2 separate regions of the Rattus norvegicus genome follow, and region 2 is linked to region 1. The links are chromatin contacts, called in public Hi-C maps. All regions are on one chromosome and are shown on one strand. The core of a region is the stretch at or near the end of the contact, and the rest is flanking DNA. Distances in the headings are between cores, read along the strand shown. Region 1 holds the start of Prr5 (proline rich 5). Region 2 holds the start of Nup50 (nucleoporin 50).

Region 1 (2,559 bases), core at 31-2,530:
GTGAGCAGTCTCTATATCCCCACCTGAAGGCCTCATCCTCCCAGACCTGGGTTCCTTGGTGTGGCTCAGAAAGTTGGTGCCTGCCATTGTCACTTGCACCCTTGCTTGGAGACTGGTGAACTCATCTGCTGTTGATCTCCAAGTCAGGTCCTCACTGGAGGCTTTGACTGAAGGAGGCAGGGGTAGCCCAGCCCTTCCCTGGTTGCCATTTCACAGTAGGTTGAGTGGCCTTTGGTTCTGTGAGAGTTCTCGTGAACAAGGAGTTGCCTGTTTAATCACTGCCTCCTAAGACAGGCATGCGGGGGTGTCCAGTACCCAGTGGCTGCTCAGGAAATGCTGATGTTGTAGTCGAACCATGATTCTATTCTTCTGCAGGTCACCTGGGGCTGTGCTTGGAAGTGGCAGGCAAAACCAGTGGGACTCCCAGATCCCGGTTGAAGCAGGCTGTGTGTCAGGGGCTGGGGCACTGTGTGTTCAGTGGGCTTGGTCCAGCTTGCATGTTCTGGTGGCAGAACCTTGGAGAGATTATTTTGTCCTGGGTGACCCACGACATCCCCCAACAGGTATTACTCAAAGTTGTCTCAATGTCCCAGGGCTGTCCTGTGTCCCTGGATCATTTTTGCCTGGCGCCTAAGTCACAAGGACTGAGGAGACACTCTGACTTCTGCCATTCAAGGGAGCCTAAGATTCAGGGGGTGTCACCGCCCTCTGGTCCTTCTACTCTCGGTGCAGCAACCCCTCTGGCCAGCCAATCATCCAAGGAACCAAGCTGCCTGAGAGGACCCTAGTCCTTGGCCCCTCCCCTGAGAGAAAGGCTCTAGGACAGCCTGGTTCTTGCTAGACTCAGGTGGGGTGGGGCTGATGGCTGAGGCACCCGGCTGAAAGCTTTGATCCGCAGTGGGAGGAGCCTGTGTCCACGTGAAGGGGTCTGGATGGATCTCTGTGGGCACAACCTTTTCTCCTGAGATGGGTGACTGGAGAGGGAGTGAGTTCAGGAGACATTAATGGGAGCCTATGAGTCCCTGTGCATGGTGTGTGTGTGACCACAGTGTTGGGTGCCGGGTGGACAGTTGGGGTTGAACTGCCCTGTGACTCTTGTGTGGTGGCTTCCGATGGGAAGAAGAGAAACGGCTGAGAGCAACCCCCCACGCCCCCACCCCCCCTTGAGCTGGCCCTTTGGCCGCCGAGGGCTCCAAGGCGCCGGCCCCGCCCTCCCAACGGAGACCACGCCCACCAGTGCCCCCGCCCAGATGGGAGACCCCGCCCCCGGCCTGCTTTTGCGCTCCGAGCGCTCCACGCTCCGCCGCCGCGAGCAATGGTTCACAGGGCCCGGCGCTGGGCGTGCGGCCCCTGGAGGGGGCGCAGAGCCGGGACGGGACGCCACGGGGTCGCCGGGCTTGCTGCTAGCAGCCGACTATCGTCGTAGGGGACACGGGGCGCGCGTGGGCCGGGGTGAGCATGAGGACTCTCCGCAGGTTGAAGTTCATGAGTTCGCCCAGCCTCAGTGACCTGGGCAAGAGGGAGCCGGGCGCGGCGGGTGCGGACGAGCGGGGCACGCAGCAGCGCCGGGCCTGCGCCAACGCCACCTGGAACAGGTAAGGCGCGCAGCCCGGAGCGGCGTGGCCGGAGACAGCACCGCGCCACTTTGCGCGCAGCTCACCCCGCCGCCGGGCCGCGCGCGGGGAGGGAAGTGAGTGCAACGTGTCGGCAGCACGAGCCCACGATCGCTCCCCGGGGACGGGCGGCCGGGAGCAGGAGGCCTCTGAGCCCCCACTTCGCAGGGGCGCACTTGAACCTCGTGGGCCCCCGGCAGGGCGCCGCTGCACTTCCTGTATGCGTGTCGGGCCCTCGACGCGGGGTGGGCGGTGGCTTTCCCGAGTTGGACCCCGGGCCTCCCAGCTGTCCGCGGGGGTGCGCCAGCTGCCAGACATTCCTTACCGGACCCTTCCGGAGGCCCATCCAGGACCAGCCGGGCGTGGGAAGCCCCTCCCCCAGCTGTGCTCTCAACCAGAGAGAGTCACAGATAGTTCTTTTAGCCCAGTTCCCCATGAGTCTCCTCTTGACCCTTCAAAAAAAAGAAAGTATTTCCACCCAAAGTAAAATAAGGATCGAGGGAATGAGGCAGGCTGTCGAGGGAGGTCTGTGGATGCTGGCTCTCCACTCCATCCCTCCACCTGGCAGTAAAATCCTGCCAGGTGCTTCACCCTCTGTGGTCTGCCACTAGGGACACGGCTGTCTCTTGGACACATGCTTTCTGTTCATCTAGTCTCAGAGCAACCCGGGAACACCTGGGTGCCAGCTGAGACCCTCTAATAAGCCGCAGCCTGCTTGAGAGCTGAGACTACCTGCCTCAGTTTCCCTCTCTCCTGGGCCTACACAGGTCTCCTCATTGGGCTGGGAGCAGAACTGTGAGAGAAGGAAGACTCCTTTTGCCCCAGAACTGCTCACCACTGTCTTCATCCCCTTCCTTGTCTCTGGCCAGGGTTTAGTGGAGCCATGCTGACTTTTGGCTCAGATTTCAACTCCACTCCTCTGCTGTGTGGCCTTAAAGCAGTTTGC
Region 2 (2,559 bases), core at 31-2,530, 230 kb after region 1:
GGTCTGGTCTGTATTAATGAGAGAGAATCTTCTTGTTACTCTGGCTGGCCTGGGTTGATCCTCTTGCCTCAGCCTTCCAGTAACTGTGACTTTAGTTGGAAACCCCCATGACCTGACTGATTTCAGATACTTAAATTATCTCTGGAGTATATTACCAAATATGATGTTAGTTAGTTGAAATGTGTAGAGAAGGACAAGAAAAATATCTGCATGTTTAACACAATTTTTCAGAATACACTTAATTGGCAGTCAGTTGAATTCAGAACAAATGAATTAAATGCAATCCGGTTTTTTCTTTCACTCTGCTGGATCTGGGGACTGAATTTAGGTCTCTCCATGTGCTAGGCAAGTAGTCTACCACTGTGCCAGCCAGTCTCCTTTTGTAGTTCTTGTCGATTGACAGATAAAACACCCTGAAAATAAGGGATTTGATTTCTCCTTGGAACCCCTTTTCCCCTTTCCCAAGAGTTAGGAACTATTGCTCTAGAAATGCTAGTTTCTCTGAGAGCAGTTTCTAGATGGCTAAAGATGGGTCTGACATTCTGGTTCACAATCAGAAGAATGTGAACCCAACCGGAATCCCTCTTTTAACAACTGAACCGCTTGATAATGCTGTAGTCAGCCAAAAGCATAAAAAACGCGAGTCCTGATCCAGGACGCAGGTGGTTCATCCCGCAGTGAAGAATCCCTCCGGGGACTTCATCTCCTGTGGGCCCTAACTGGCCGTGCAGCCTTGGGCAAATTTAATTCACCTTTACAGCTCCCAACGAGGAAATCTGTGGACGTCTATCACAAGGCAGCAATTGGGGTGGATGACTCTTGGGTCCGTCCCTCAGGGCTCTCCAGCCCCATATCCGGAAGAGTCACCATAAGCTTCCAAGCCGCAGGCTGAGATCCACCCTCCCTAAGGCCCATCCACGTGAGAATCACGTTGCACACGCCTCGTGCTCCCTCAGATTCACGGCCTGCCTCCTCAGCCACCCACCACACTATCGGAGTCCTCCAAAGTCAGTGACCACAACTCCTCCCGCCAGTGTCTCAGCAGCGATTGGCGCGCGAACTTCCTCAAACCGGGATGGCGGTCGACACGTGACCAACGTGCTTAACCCGCGCAGACAGTGGCGTTGGCTCTAGGCCGGCAGCCCGCACTCCCTTTCGCGCACGCGCGAGATCCGACGTTCCTCCCAGCAACTGTTTCCAGGGCGGGCTTGCGCATGCGTCGCGTGACACCCAGCAGCCCGCAGGAAGAGGTCCGGGCGGGTGAGCTCCGACGCGCTTGCGCAGTAGCTGGATGAGGGCGTTGCTTGCCTCCTCCCTTTTTTTTCTCCGATTGGTTCTGAGGGGTATATTCGAGTTGCAAAATGGCGGCCCCGAGCGCTCTCTTCAGCGTTCAGTAGCAGCTTCAGGCTGAGCGGATGTCTCTTCTCCTCAGTTTCGGACTCAGAGACACGCGGCTCCCGACTCCTGCTGATCACGAAGTCCTTGAAGGCGCTCAACGCACCGGAATCTCCCAGCGGCCGCGACCGCCGCCTCGGCCCTGCTCTCCGCGGCGCCGGAACTCAGCGTGATCTGCGGCGGCCGTCTAGGAGGTGAGGACCGGGCAGGCCGGGAGGGCGGGGCGGCGGCGGTCTTGGCGACGCGGCGGGCTGTTTGTGAAGCCAGGCCGGGCCAGGCCTGCCGGGCGAGCCGCCTGGCCACTGGAGGGCTCGGCTAGGCGCGGGCCTCGACCCGGGCGGAGGTAGGCGGCGGCGGCGGCAGGGCCTCCATGGTTGGCCTTCATCTCTCACTTGTCTCCCGACTGGGCCCGGTGCATGCACTCACGGTATTCCTAGGCCGTTGGTCACCCGGGTCCGTCCAAAGCAAGTTTTGAAGTTTGGGCTTTCCGGGGCGTTATAGTGATCTCGATCGGCTCCTAGTGTTTTCGTGTGAAATTCATCTCTGACAGCAGGGTTGTACCTGGTGTGCACATTACCCGAAGCGGCCGTTCGTGAATAATGTATTTTCCCCCACTGGCAACTTCCTAGCTTCATATCATGAAAGCATTTCATGGAGCCATTTTACCCACAGACGCTGACATTTGGCAAACTCTTCCGGGCAGCTGGTGTAACTCATTTGTTATGGGAATTAAATTTCCCGGTAACACATTGGTAGGTTTCTCTAGCACGTACAAGACCCTGGATCCTGTCCCCACAGCTCTAAAAGAAAAAAATAAAAGAAAAATTTTTTCCTTTCAAAAGAGGAAAATTAACTATGGAATGTGGAATAAGGTGTTTGATGTTCTTTTAAGTGTGTATCTCCTGTGCTGTCCTTAAACTTGTCCTGTGGCTTAGATTGGCCTCAAACTGTCATCCTGCCTCAGCCTCACTTTGCCATCACCCAGGTTGGTGAAATGTGTTTTAAAAGTTTAGCCTGTAGTTCGAGTTACTTTGTTTTCCCACTCTACAACTTCTGAGTATGGGGGTAAAAATAGTATATATATATTTTTTCTGGTTATTATTTTGACAAGACACGTCTCTGTTTTAGCCACTGTTCTAGGCGATGCCTTCTTTAAGTTTTCAT

What was found. A called contact is a pair of places that touch in the nucleus more often than the background predicts.
Region 2: a Hi-C map of kidney shows a contact between it and region 1, with 2.7 times the contacts expected there. The contact joins the promoter of Nup50 here to the promoter of Prr5 in region 1. A contact is called at or near these places in 2 of 12 Hi-C or Micro-C datasets (kidney and mammary epithelial cells).

Annotation. Positions count from the first base shown.
Region 1 is chr7:117,692,628-117,695,186 of GRCr8, forward strand. Prr5 (proline rich 5) reads left to right here and starts at 1,281. Exons shown (of 8, transcript NM_001012121.1): 1 at 1,281-1,595. The coding sequence starts at 1,459.
Region 2 is chr7:117,926,602-117,929,160 of GRCr8, forward strand. Nup50 (nucleoporin 50) reads left to right here and starts at 1,281. Exons shown (of 8, transcript NM_012991.2): 1 at 1,281-1,589.